Linked DNA regions of Sus scrofa: region 1 is linked to region 2. The links are chromatin contacts, called in public HiChIP or PLAC-seq maps. All regions are on one chromosome and are shown on one strand. The core of a region is the stretch at or near the end of the contact, and the rest is flanking DNA. Distances in the headings are between cores, read along the strand shown.

Region 1 (6,062 bases), core at 1,908-4,407, 78 kb before region 2:
CCCCAACAGCTTCAAGAAAATCAACATGAACATATAGGCGGTTTGGACCTTTTGGTTTCGTCCGTTAGGATCGCAAGTGAACAGTTGTATTAAGTGAATAATAGTTTATAAATTCAGGGCGATGGTTTGAGACTAGCAGATACACTGCCTGGTTAGAAATATGGTGACTGCTATAGAGTGGACCTTTGAACAAAGTGGATCTGAATTGCCCGGATCCACTTATACACAGGGCTGGTTTTTGTTTTTTGTTTTTCAATACACACAGCACGACCTTATTCAGGATAGGCTGAATCCGTGCAAGAGGATTCGCAAGGGCCAAAAACAAAGCTTTACGAGGATTTTCAGCTGCCCAGAGAGGTCGGTCCCCCTAACCTTTGTGAACGGCATCTGATTTTTAGGTAGTTTGTTACCATTGTTAGGTTAATAGATTAGTAATGGAATTTAAACAATTTTAACTTAATAATTTTTTATTTAAGACAGTAAGATAGAGACGCTCCTAAAAGCTCTCCCAGAGACAAAGAATAAGGAATTTAAAGGAAACTGATAATGACAATAATAAGAACCAGATAAAGAGGCCTTGAAACTATAAGATCAGAAAAACAATTTTATGACTATAAATCAGAACGTTTCTGTGAAGCAGTCTTTTCCGGAAACACAAATCCTGAAAACTCTTAAAACCTGAGTATATTATTAACCATAAAAGAAACTGGAAAATGGTATGGAGGAATTACCTCTCAAAAAACCCTCGGGGCAATAAAGTTTTCTTTATTTTATTTTTTTTTTCTTGCCTTATCACTGTCCCTTCATGGTCCGCCAGCTGAAACTGACAGTACTAACAACCTGAGCCTAGCCAGAACACAGACGGGGACTTGAACCCACATGCCAGGACTTGAATCCAGCCTAAACCCAGGCTGGGACTTAAACCAATGGTTTTATTTTACTTTATTTTTTGTCTTTTCTAGGGCCACTCCCACGGCATATGGAGGTTCCCAGGCTAAGGGTCTAATCAGAGTTGTAGCCTCCAGCCTACACCATAGCCACAGCAATACAGGATCCTTAACCCACAGAGCGAGGCCAGGGATCAAACTCGCAACCTCATGGTTCCCAGTTGGATTCGTTAACCACTGAGCCACGACGAGAACTCCGCAATATGGTTTTATTAGTGTGTCCTTTCAAAATTTCAACAAACAGATAATTGGCATGATACATGCAGTTTTGCAAACAGTGGGAAAGATGGAAAGCTGCTCATTTCATTTTGTGAAGCTAAGATGGCCTTGAGAGCAGACTCTTAAAAACAGAGAATAGGCGTTCCCATCATGGCACAGAGGAAACGAATCGATGAGGAACCATGAGGCTGCAGTTCGATCCCTGGCCTCGCTCAGTGGGTTAAGGATCTGGTGTTGCCCTGAGCTGTGGTGCAGGTCGCAGATGCAGCTCGGATTCCACATTGCTGTGGCTGTGGTGTAGGCCGGCAGCAACAGCTCCGATTAGATCCTTAGCCTGGGAACCTCCATATGCCTCAGGTGCGGCCCTAAAAGGACATGAGACCAAAAAAAAAAAAAAAAAAAAAAAAAAAAGAGAGAGAGAGACAAAATAAGAAAACCAAACATCACTTATGCACAAAGATTGAAAAAATATAAAACAAATTTAATTGCAAAAGTACTTTTTAAAGAGTCATTCAGTATTAACAAAAAGAATTTAACCCAGGACATTCATAAATCCAGTCCTACAATACATCATCAGTCCTATAGAACATCTCATCAGTAGCTCATCTCCCATAAAAAAATAAACGAGCTTCATTCATTCAACAAATACTTGGGTTGAGTTGACGTTCAGTTGACTGTCTCCTGTGTGCCAGATAACATCACACGTGCTAGAGATGCCCTCCTCAAGCTTGTATTTGATCAGAGAAAGACAGTAAATAAAAAGGAAAAATAGAGTAGGTTAGATAGTGATAAATGCTATGGGGGAAAAAAAATAAACAGGAAAACATCATAATAAGAATTGCTGCTTTAAGTGGGATGACCAGAGAAGGTTGCATGGCGATGGCATTGGGACAGAATCCTGAGACAGGTAAGGGAGCCACCACATGGGTGTCCAGGGAGAATTTACAGCACGTGCCAAAGCCCCGAGGCAGCATCCTGCCTGGTGCACTGAGGACAGCAGGAACGCCAGCATGCTTGGAGTGGATGTGCAGGGGATTATGGTAGCAGCGTTGGAGGAAAAAACGACAGAAGCTTGTAGGCTGAGGAGTTAGGTGGAAGCCAAACTCTGCTCCAGGTTGTGAGCAAAAAGTGCAGGGCCTGGCTACTGGGGCAGACAAGAGCAGGTAGTCCAGGAAACGTGGAAGCTGAGTGAGGTCTGAGGCTGTCGTGCTGATCCGGGGAGGAACAAGTGGCCCGCCTTCCGTGTGTGCGATGCTGCTCTAGCCGACAGGACGTACCGATGCTTTGGACAGGAGGGTTTCAAAGGCAGAAAAGGGACACAAGCAACTTTAAATTTTTGGCCTGAGCAACTGGAAGAATGAAGAATATTATTCTTGTTTTCCCCTTTTTAAATGATTTTTATTTTTCCCCCGTGGCTGGTTTACCATGTTCCGTCAACTTTCTACTGCACAGCAAGGTGACCCAGTCACACATACATGTATACATTCTTTTTCCCGCATTATCAGGCTCCATCATAAGTGACTAGATAGAGTTCCCAGTGCGACACAGCAGGATCTCATTGCTTATCCATTCTCAAGGCAATAACTTGCAACCATGAACCCCAAATTCCCAGGCCATCCCACCCCCCCCCGGCAACCTCAAGTCTGTTCTCCAAGTCCCACAATGTCATTCTTGAACACTCGAGATCCACTTCTGATTTTTAAATTATTAGTAAACAAGAAATATCAGAAAAGGATATACTCGTAGCTCCGACGAAGAATAGATATGTTAGAACAGCCAATATCATGAATAATGGTGAAATACCAGGGGCATTCAGAGTTAATTCTAAAAAAGAAAACAAAATGTTTTAAAAATACACGATTTGGGGATTTGGGGATGTAGGGAAAGCAAAGAGACAGTCAGTTCATGACGGTGGCACGTGGTACCCAAGGAAGGAGGGACAGGGAGGGGAACAGAAGGGACTCGGGCTTCCATCTGGTTTACAGATAGAAAACGTGTGCGTCTGTGCCCTCTGGTGGGCACAGGCTGGTGGTACAGGGCTTTGTTATATGCTCTGCTGTTTCTGACTTACAGACATTTTGTCCAAAATAAAAATGGTGTCATGAAAAATATATACAAAAACAAAAAGCAAACAAGAGTTTATAACAGAGAAAAGCTGAGAACTCACTAAACAGCCTTCGATACTAGACGGAACAAATGAGGGTAGAAATAGAGAATTCAATTTTTTTTTTTTTTTTTGTCTTTTCAAGGGCTGCACTCACAGCATATGGAAGTTCTCAGGCTAAGGGTCAAAGTGGAGCTATAGCTACCAGCCACAGCCACAGCCACAGCCACGCCAGAGCCAGATCTGAGCTGTGTCTGCGACCAACACCCCAGCTCACAGCAACGCCGGAACCTTAACCCACTGAGCAAGGCCAGGGATGGCACCTCATCCTCATGGATCCTGGTCGGGTTCATTACCTCTGAGCCACAACAGGAACTCCTCTTAATTGAAACTTTTAATGAGTTGAATATATTTATTAATGTGGTGAAAGGACAGAGTAGGCTAACGGAACGGGGTCCTCAGCAGAAGAAAACAATGTGACACCAATTTTCTTAAAATACATACAAACATATACTTAGAAAAAGGACTGCAAGGGACAATGGGGTTGCACCTGTGGCAGTTCCCTTGGATCTCTCTATATTCTTTGTAAATTTATGTTCTTTTCTTTTATAACCTGAAAGCCGTAAACATTATTTTGAGAACGAAAGGCACACAACTTGACTCAAGGCGACTCTTACGTGTTTCCGGTAAGTGACAGACAAACAAGCAAGCGTAAACTTAGGTCAGGCTATATAATCCCTGTAAGACCATATGCTGGAGAGTCGGAGGACGGATTCCTGTCCAGTGGCAGCAGGGAGGCTGGGAGGTCCCGGGAGCTCTAACACCCTCTTCCCCATCCTCATCCAGCCCTCCGATCTCCCACCCCTTGTTATAAAGCACGTGAGCCCAACTGCAGAACCTTCCCCCAAGGGGCTGGTTTCCATCACTCACCTGACACTGGACAGCTCACGAAGGTGTAGGAGGACACTGCAGACTCGTGGATTGCTGCCCACAAGTTCTACGGACTGAAAATTCAAATAACAAGGGACAGGAGTTCCCTGGTGGCTCATCAGGTTGAGGATCTGGCATGGCCACTGCTCTGGTTGGAGTCACTGCGATGGCACAGGTTTGATCCCTGGCCCCAGGAATGTCCGCATGCCACAGGCACAGCCGCAAACAAGAACAATAAAACAAAAAGCAGAGGACAAGCTCCCAGCATCCAACCCTTTGGGGAACAAACAGCAAACACATCGCAAATCAGCCCTTGGTGACCCTTTGCTCCTTTGCCCTTTCAACTTTTGCTCCTTCGGTTCCTTCTTTGTTTCCTTGCCACGCTTTCTGTTCTGTCTTTTGCAGAGACATAGGCTGCAGTCATATCCTGTTAGAATGACCGATTTGTACGTGACCACGGCCACCAGACGACGTTCCACGTTGTGGTGAACTGGGGACACCCCACCTACATACTGGGAACAAGCTTTGTGTTGCAAGAATGTGCCTAAAGGTCCATATGTATGAAGGATGTCTTGCAAATTCACTTTACATCGTATTTTCACTATTTGCTGATGGAGACAATCCACAAGGCACACTCTCTCTCCATCGCAGACCAAAAGTGCCCCCAGAGGGCCAGGAGCACAGACGAAGATCTGGACCGGCCAGAGACCTAGAGGAAAACTAGGAGGCAGATCTGAGGGTCTTTGGGAAGATGCCCACACTAGTGATTTCAAACTCTGGTTTGTAGTAAAATCACTTGAGGAACCTGTTAAAGAGGAAAATCCGGAGTTCCTGTCGTGGCTCAGTGGTTAACGAATCCGACTAGGAACCATGAGGTTGCGGGTTCGATCCCTGGCCTTGCTCAGTGGGTGAAGGATCCAGCATTGCCGTGAGCTGTGGTGTAGGTTGCAGATGCGGCTCGGATCCTGTGTTGCTGTGGCTGTGACGTAGGCCGGTGGCTATGGCTCCAATTGGACCCCTAGCATGGGAAACCTCCACATGCCACAGGAGCAGCCCAAGAAATGGCAAAAAAGGCCAAAAAAAAAAAAAAAAAAAATTGAAAATCCCCAGGCCCTGTCCATGGCCTTACATCACAACTACTACTCTGTCTATTCACGAATGCGGTGTTTCTGAGATCGGCTCCAGACCGCCTGCATCGGGCCACCTCTTTTCTAAATACAGGGATTGCTTTCTGCACATAATGCATCTGGGGTGTCAGCACACATAGACATACCTCATTCTTTTTAAGTGCTTGCGTTAGAATTTCAATGTTGGGATTTACTGTCATTTTGCCAAGCCCTGTTGATGAACATTTAAGTAGTTTTTAGTTAATCGTTACTAACACCAGTATTATACTAAACGTTTTTTGTGTCTTTGGGTTTAGCAGTAGGGTAACCTCCGGCCGTGCTAAACCCATTTTAAGTTTCAGAGCTATGAAGATGCAACACCAAGCTGCATGTTCTTGAGGCCAGGTTCTTAGAGCAAGTAAGTAAATACTGTACCTTAAATACATTTGGCAGAGCTCCCGTTGTGGCAAGTTAAGAACCCAACTAGTATCCATGAAGATGCAGGTTCAATCCCTGGCCTCGTTCAGGGGGTTAAGGATCCTGCGTTGCTGTGACTGCTGTAGCTCCAATTCGACCTCTAGCCTGGGAACCACCATATGCCAAGGAAAATAAATAAACAAATAAATAGATAAGTAAATAAATTTGGCTACATAACACTTCATCCTACACACAGCAGGACCCCAGAACAGTTCATTCCAAACTCTGGTTGTAAACTAAGTCCAACAGAGGCATCTGAAGATCTTTAAAATAAAGCAG
Region 2 (5,792 bases), core at 2,803-5,302:
CACTTTGATAATTAACACAATGAACACAATCCACTATTTTAATACATTTATCATTACACAATGTAAATTGTGTATTTATTTGTTAATTGTGTATTTATTTATTGTTATTCGCCATCGTTAGCCTTGCCATTAGAATTCAAACTCCTTGAAGGCAGAGGCTTTGAATGGTTCGCTGCAGTTTTGTTAATGGAATGAATGAATTCCTGAGAGTTATGGGTCTGTGCTTAGGTAGCACATTTCTTTTGCTCTAGAAAAATAATGAAATTAATCCCACCATAAAATTAAGACACAAAATAAAACACTTTGGTTACTTCATGGCTATAAACCTTAACAGAGTGAATCAAAAGATACTTTGTGCCAGCATTCCCATCATGGCTCAGTGGAAATGAATCTGACTAGCATCCATGAGGCTGCAGGTTTGATCCCTGGCCTCCCTCAGTGGCTTAAGGATCCAGCATTGCCATGAGCTGTGTTGAAGGTCGCAGATGCTGCTCAGATCTGACGTTGCTGTGGCTCTGGTGTAGGCCGGTGGCTACAGCTCTGATTCAGCCCCTAGCCTGGGAACCTCCATATGCTGCAGGTGTGGGCCTAAAAACCAAAAGAAAAAAAAAGATATTTTGGTGAGTACCTCGCTTACTACTTTCCTCTCTAGTTTTGGTGTTCCATGATTTTCAAATACAAAGGCAAAAGCATAGAAGGTGTAAGTCATTAAGGTGCTTGGTAGGATCATATTTCTCTCAAGATGAGACACCAAAAGATGTGTTTTTCGAAAGTCAGTGACGCTCTTTACATATATGTTTAAGTGGAAATGCATTCATAAATTTCCATGTGCATATAAACAAAACCAGGTCAATGGATTCACTATGAAGAAGCTGCTCAAGGCTGCTGAGCTCAAAATCACAGATATGCTGCTACTTCTCCCAGGTGATCCGTGGGGCCATTCCACTCACTGTCCCAGCCACATGAGTTCAGCGAGATGGGCACACCAGCTTATTTGAGCCAACAATTATGGACTCTGCTCTGGAAGGGGAAGTTATGATCATAAACTCCCTGAAAGGCTGTGCGTGGCTATCTACACTTTCCGAACACTAAACGCATTTGCAAATGGTGCCACTTAGCTCTTTGCAATTGCATCTTTCCTTTCCAGAGTCCCCACATGGGAAATCAAGCGTGGCTCCAACCACCACTGGCGTTAGCCTAGCAGGACCTCATCAGAACCCGCTACAGAACTGGTGTTTCCACAACGATGTGGACGGCATCCATGTCCACGCAAAATGCAGAGAGCAGCACTCATTGCTGGGCTGATGTTTGTTCATAGGAAGGTGGGGACAACCACCCATCAGAAAGGAAGAGAGAAGGAGAGAGACAGGGACAGAGCGAGGGAGAAAGGGAAAAAGAGAAGGAGGACAAGAGAGAGACAACATTCCTATCCATTGCTTTCTGTCTAAACCTTTTTTTAAAGTTTCCATTTTCATGGAAAAGGCGATGTGGTCCAATTAAGACATGTGCTTATTTCCCTAAACAGCTCATAAGTTTCCATCTGTTAAAAAAATGTCATTTGACTTCAGTAAGCTAAAAATTCTCAAGACGCAGAGGGAACCCAGGCTGAATGCTAAGCACAGCTTCAGACCCAGTATTTCCCAATATACTGTCCGTCTAAAAATGCAGTGACTGTTCTGGTGGAGATTCCCCAACCCCAGCTATTCTGCTTTCTTTGCTACCATAACACACAGTCACTTTTCTCTTCATTGTATGTGTAGAATGAGTCTGAAGACAGGAATTTCATTTTTAATGTTTTAAATGTTTTTCTACTGTTGCCTATTTCTCAAATCTCCCAGCGGCCCCTAGAAGTGCTTTTTTTCTTCTCCTTTGGCTTGGAAGATAGAAGTCACACACCACGTGACTTCTTATATGGAATATGGTGTGTAATGTTAGGCACTTGTCTAAAGTGTGCTTCCCATGCTTTGAAGTTAGCACAGTTTTAAAATCACAGGTATCATTTCTGAGCGATAGGAACACGTAACCTTTGTTGAGTGCTTACCGAGTTCCAGGTCTAACTGCTGGTCTAACCCATGTGTGTATGCACACATTTAATGCTCTATTTTACAAAAGAGACCCAGAGAGGTTAAGTAACTTGCTTGAGATGTCTCAGGACGTGACCAAAGCAGCCTCAGCCCTCGTTCTTGAGGCTGTGGTACACTTGAGAGCAAGAACGCCTCGGGACATTTCAGAAAGACCTTGTCTTCTTTATATTTGATGCCAAAAAGCAGTGAGTGGATCTGTGATGTACACAATTTTTGTTCTTTCTTGTTTTGTTCTTTCTTGTTTTGTTCTTTTTAGGGCCCCACCCGTGGCATACGGAGGTTCCCAGACTAGGGGGTCAAATTGGAGCTGCAGCTGCCGGCCTACACCACAGCCACAGCAAGGTGGGATTTGAGCTGCGTCTGTGACCTACACCCCAGCTCACGGCAACACCGGATCCTTAACCCACTGAGTGAGACCCGGGATTGAACCTATAAACCTTGTGGTTCCTAGTCGGATGTGTTTCTGCTGCGCCACAACGGAAACTCCGTACTCACACAAATTCTAATTCAAGGTTTGACCTTGCCTAACAGGTCAGCTAATGAGGCCCTTAACTCATAAGAGTGAGGTGTCTTACGCCGACACAATCCAAGGCTGCGTGACTGCTCTCCCTGTGTCAGGCGTGTGCTATTGCTGCCCACTTGTCAAGCTCACTGCAATCAGTGTGAGAGAGTTTCCTTTCCTTTGCCACTGAGAGGTAGTAATGACGAGTATTTATAATGTATACAGCAAACACTGTCCATGGCTTATGATGTCATGCAAATATCTGAAAGGTGTAAATGAACTTCAGGGTTCTGAGTAACATCTCTGAGAAAATAGATTTTTTTTAACCCCCTTTTGATCAAAGCTATTGCCTTCCTCTCCAAGAGGAGAGTTGTATTCTCTGATTGCATGTCATCTTCCTGTTTTTTTTCCCTTAGCTCTAAACTCCCTTTTTTCCCCCATTTCCCTCTGCCTTTCTTTATTTTCTTTTCCCTTACATATTCGTTTTAAGAATTATAGGTCCTGGAGTTCCCACTGTGGTGCAAGAGGACTGGTGGGGTCTCTGCAGCGCCAGGACGCAGGTTTGATCCTCGCCCGGCAGAGTGGGTTAAAGGATCTGGCGTTGCCACAGCTGTGGTGTAGGTCACAACTGTGGCTTGGATTCAGTTCCCGGCCCAGGAACTCCTTCAGCTGTGGGGTGGCCAAAAAAAAGAATGGTCCAGAAATGATGGTGTCTCCCCGCCATTAAAAAAAAAAAAAAAAAAAAAGGAAATTGTCTGTCTTCCCTAGAAAACGACAGAAACCTTGGTTTGAGCCAAGGCACAGGATCATGCTCTCCTAGTCAAACCTTCTTAGCAATTCTCTCTGCTCTGGAAGGCCTTGAGTGGCTTCGGATCCTTGAAACAGAAAGCATTGGTGCTAAAGGAACAGCTGTTCATTTGTTTACTTGAAATTCCCTGAAAAAGAACACGGATGCTTTTCTGACATTCTCCTAAAAATTCCCACATTCCCTGTATCAGGCAAGGTCTCTCCAGAAAATCAGAAACCAAGACCTAGAACAGAAAGGTCTTAACACAAGGAATGGGTACGGCAGAAGATCTGAGATGCCAGTGGGCTCCGTGAGACAGCATCATGAGGGGCCACTGCTCTCCCTGAGCCAGAGGAGAGAATGGGAGTCGGTCATAGCCCAGGACCTGGGGGCACCAGGTTGGCACAGCATTGTCTGAGAGGCTGCCGGGGGGAAGAGAGAGAGAGAGGAGGAAGCCCCGGCTGCTACCTTCTTCCTGCCCTTCATTGACTGAAACCAGCCAAGGTGAGATGACCTGGCGACTTGGGAATGCATCCTTCAGGCCATTCCCTCTGATCCCTCACCGAGCCCCCGAGGAGACGAGAGACTGGAGCTGACAGCAATCAGGCCCCGGAAGGCACACTTCCATTCTCTCCTCCACTTCTCCGTGGCTACACACAGTCATCTTTCCCCACCCAAGAGCTGTTACTCAATCTGAACACACGGAACTTTAGAACTCATGTGGTAATGTGTCACTCATCCAATAACACTACATCATCAGGAGAAACGTCAAGGAATAATGTGCTGAAAACTGGAAAAAAAAAAAAAAAAAAAAACAAAAAACCCTACCAAATCGCTATGCAGAAGACTGTGATACAAAGCTCCATCTCTGGAACATTTATCGGAAATTCAGTTGCAAATTATTTCCTTATTGAGTTTTGCTTTTCTCTTTTCCTAGAATATAGACATAAAGTCAAATTTGGCAAATTTCTCCGGGTAAATCACATTCTGCAAAATTACATTACTTCTTTATACGGCCACAGAGAGGTTTCAGTGACTATTTCAGTACAGTAGGCTAGATGAAGGCGCAAAGAAAATAAGGCAACGTCTGAATTCTTTAAAACTTTTTAAAAAATTCACTCAGTTTTCAAAAAATACTCTTGTCTTAAGCATGCATTATAACTTTTAATTTTAAAAGCCTTAAGGTAAGTTAAAAACCACCCCCAAAACACTAAAGTGTAAGAGCTAAGAGACATTCACAAGAATTTGATCTGGTTTTAACCAGATTTGGCACATTCTTCCCTGCAGTCGCCTCCCAAAAAATCCTGCAACAAGTACCAGCAGAAGAAGCTTTTGAGCTTCTTGCAGAAGAAGATGGAAATGTGTTTGATTTTAAATCCCCAGCAGCTGATGCAGGGCCTCACACCAAGCAGGCATCCGTAAATATTTGTTGAATAGTCCCTGGGTCAGAAAAAGATCTTGCAGTATCTAGATGCTGATGAAGCAGGGATTGTTCCTTTTAAAATTCCACTTTACTATGGAATCCTTCTGCTCAGGAAACTACACTGCTTTTTTCATTGCCCGTAGGCTAGGGTTCCATATAAAATACAGGATACCTAGTTAAATGTCAGTTTCAGATAAACAATGAACAATATGTGTGTCCCACATATTGTATGGATAAAAACGTTTGCATACTTGAGACACATTTATACTAAAATATTATTCATTGCAGGTCTGAAATTCACATTTAACTAGGCATCTTATATTTTCATTTGCTAAATCTGGCAAACTTACCATAGAATTAAATACAGATTTCTGTTTTATCATGGTTTAAAAATGGCTTAATTGGAGTTCCTGTTGTGGTGCAGCAGAAACAAATCCGACTAGAAACCATAAGGATGTGGGTTCAATCCCTGGCCTTGCTCAGTGGGTTAAGGATCCGGCGTTGCCGGGAGCTGTGGTGTAGGTTGCAGACATGGCTTGGATCTGGCGTTGCTGTGGCTGTGGTGTAGGCCGGCAGCTACAGCTCCGATTAGACCCCTAGCCTGGGAAGCTCCATATGCTGTAGGTTGGGCCCTAAAAAGAAAAAAAAAAAAAATGGTTTAATTACCAGATATATTGAGTAGAGATGGCCACCCAGTGATGTTAGCCAGGTATCAGCAGACAAACTCATAGCTATCATTCTCATAAATAATTTTTAATAATTTTCTGAATAAAAAACTTTAGCTATAAAGAAACAATCCAACAAATAAACAGGAAAAAAAACTATGACGTTTAGGCAAACTGTGTTTTAAGTCCTGATTCTACAATTAAGTGCGCATATGCCCCTGGAAAGCCATTTATCCTCTATAACTTTATAAAATTATCCTAATTCCTTTTTCTTCATATTGAGAAGAAAGTAAGGACCTAGATTAACCTATTAAAGTTCCTTTATACCCAT

What was found. HiChIP or PLAC-seq counts read pairs in DNA pulled down with a chosen protein or histone mark.
Region 1: a contact with region 2 is called in an H3K27ac HiChIP or PLAC-seq map of alveolar macrophages. The contact joins two enhancer-like sites. A contact is called at or near these places in 16 of 47 Hi-C or Micro-C datasets (alveolar macrophages, brain, embryonic fibroblasts and 11 more) and 2 of 2 datasets of contacts at active chromatin or transcription factors (alveolar macrophages and skeletal muscle).

The regions. Positions count from the first base shown.
Region 1 is chr8:131,175,471-131,181,532 of Sscrofa11.1, reverse strand. No RefSeq gene overlaps it. Among named protein-coding and RNA genes, the nearest start is that of MEPE, 20 kb to the left of the region's middle. Within about 2 kb of position 3,157, at least 3 of the 83 cell types and tissues checked have an H3K27ac peak or open chromatin away from gene starts, as enhancers often do. A contact at or near this core is called in alveolar macrophages, where this site is marked.
Region 2 is chr8:131,098,796-131,104,587 of Sscrofa11.1, reverse strand. No RefSeq gene overlaps it. Among named protein-coding and RNA genes, the nearest start is that of SPP1, 16 kb to the right of the region's middle. Within about 2 kb of position 4,052, at least 2 of the 83 cell types and tissues checked have an H3K27ac peak or open chromatin away from gene starts, as enhancers often do. A contact at or near this core is called in alveolar macrophages, where this site is marked.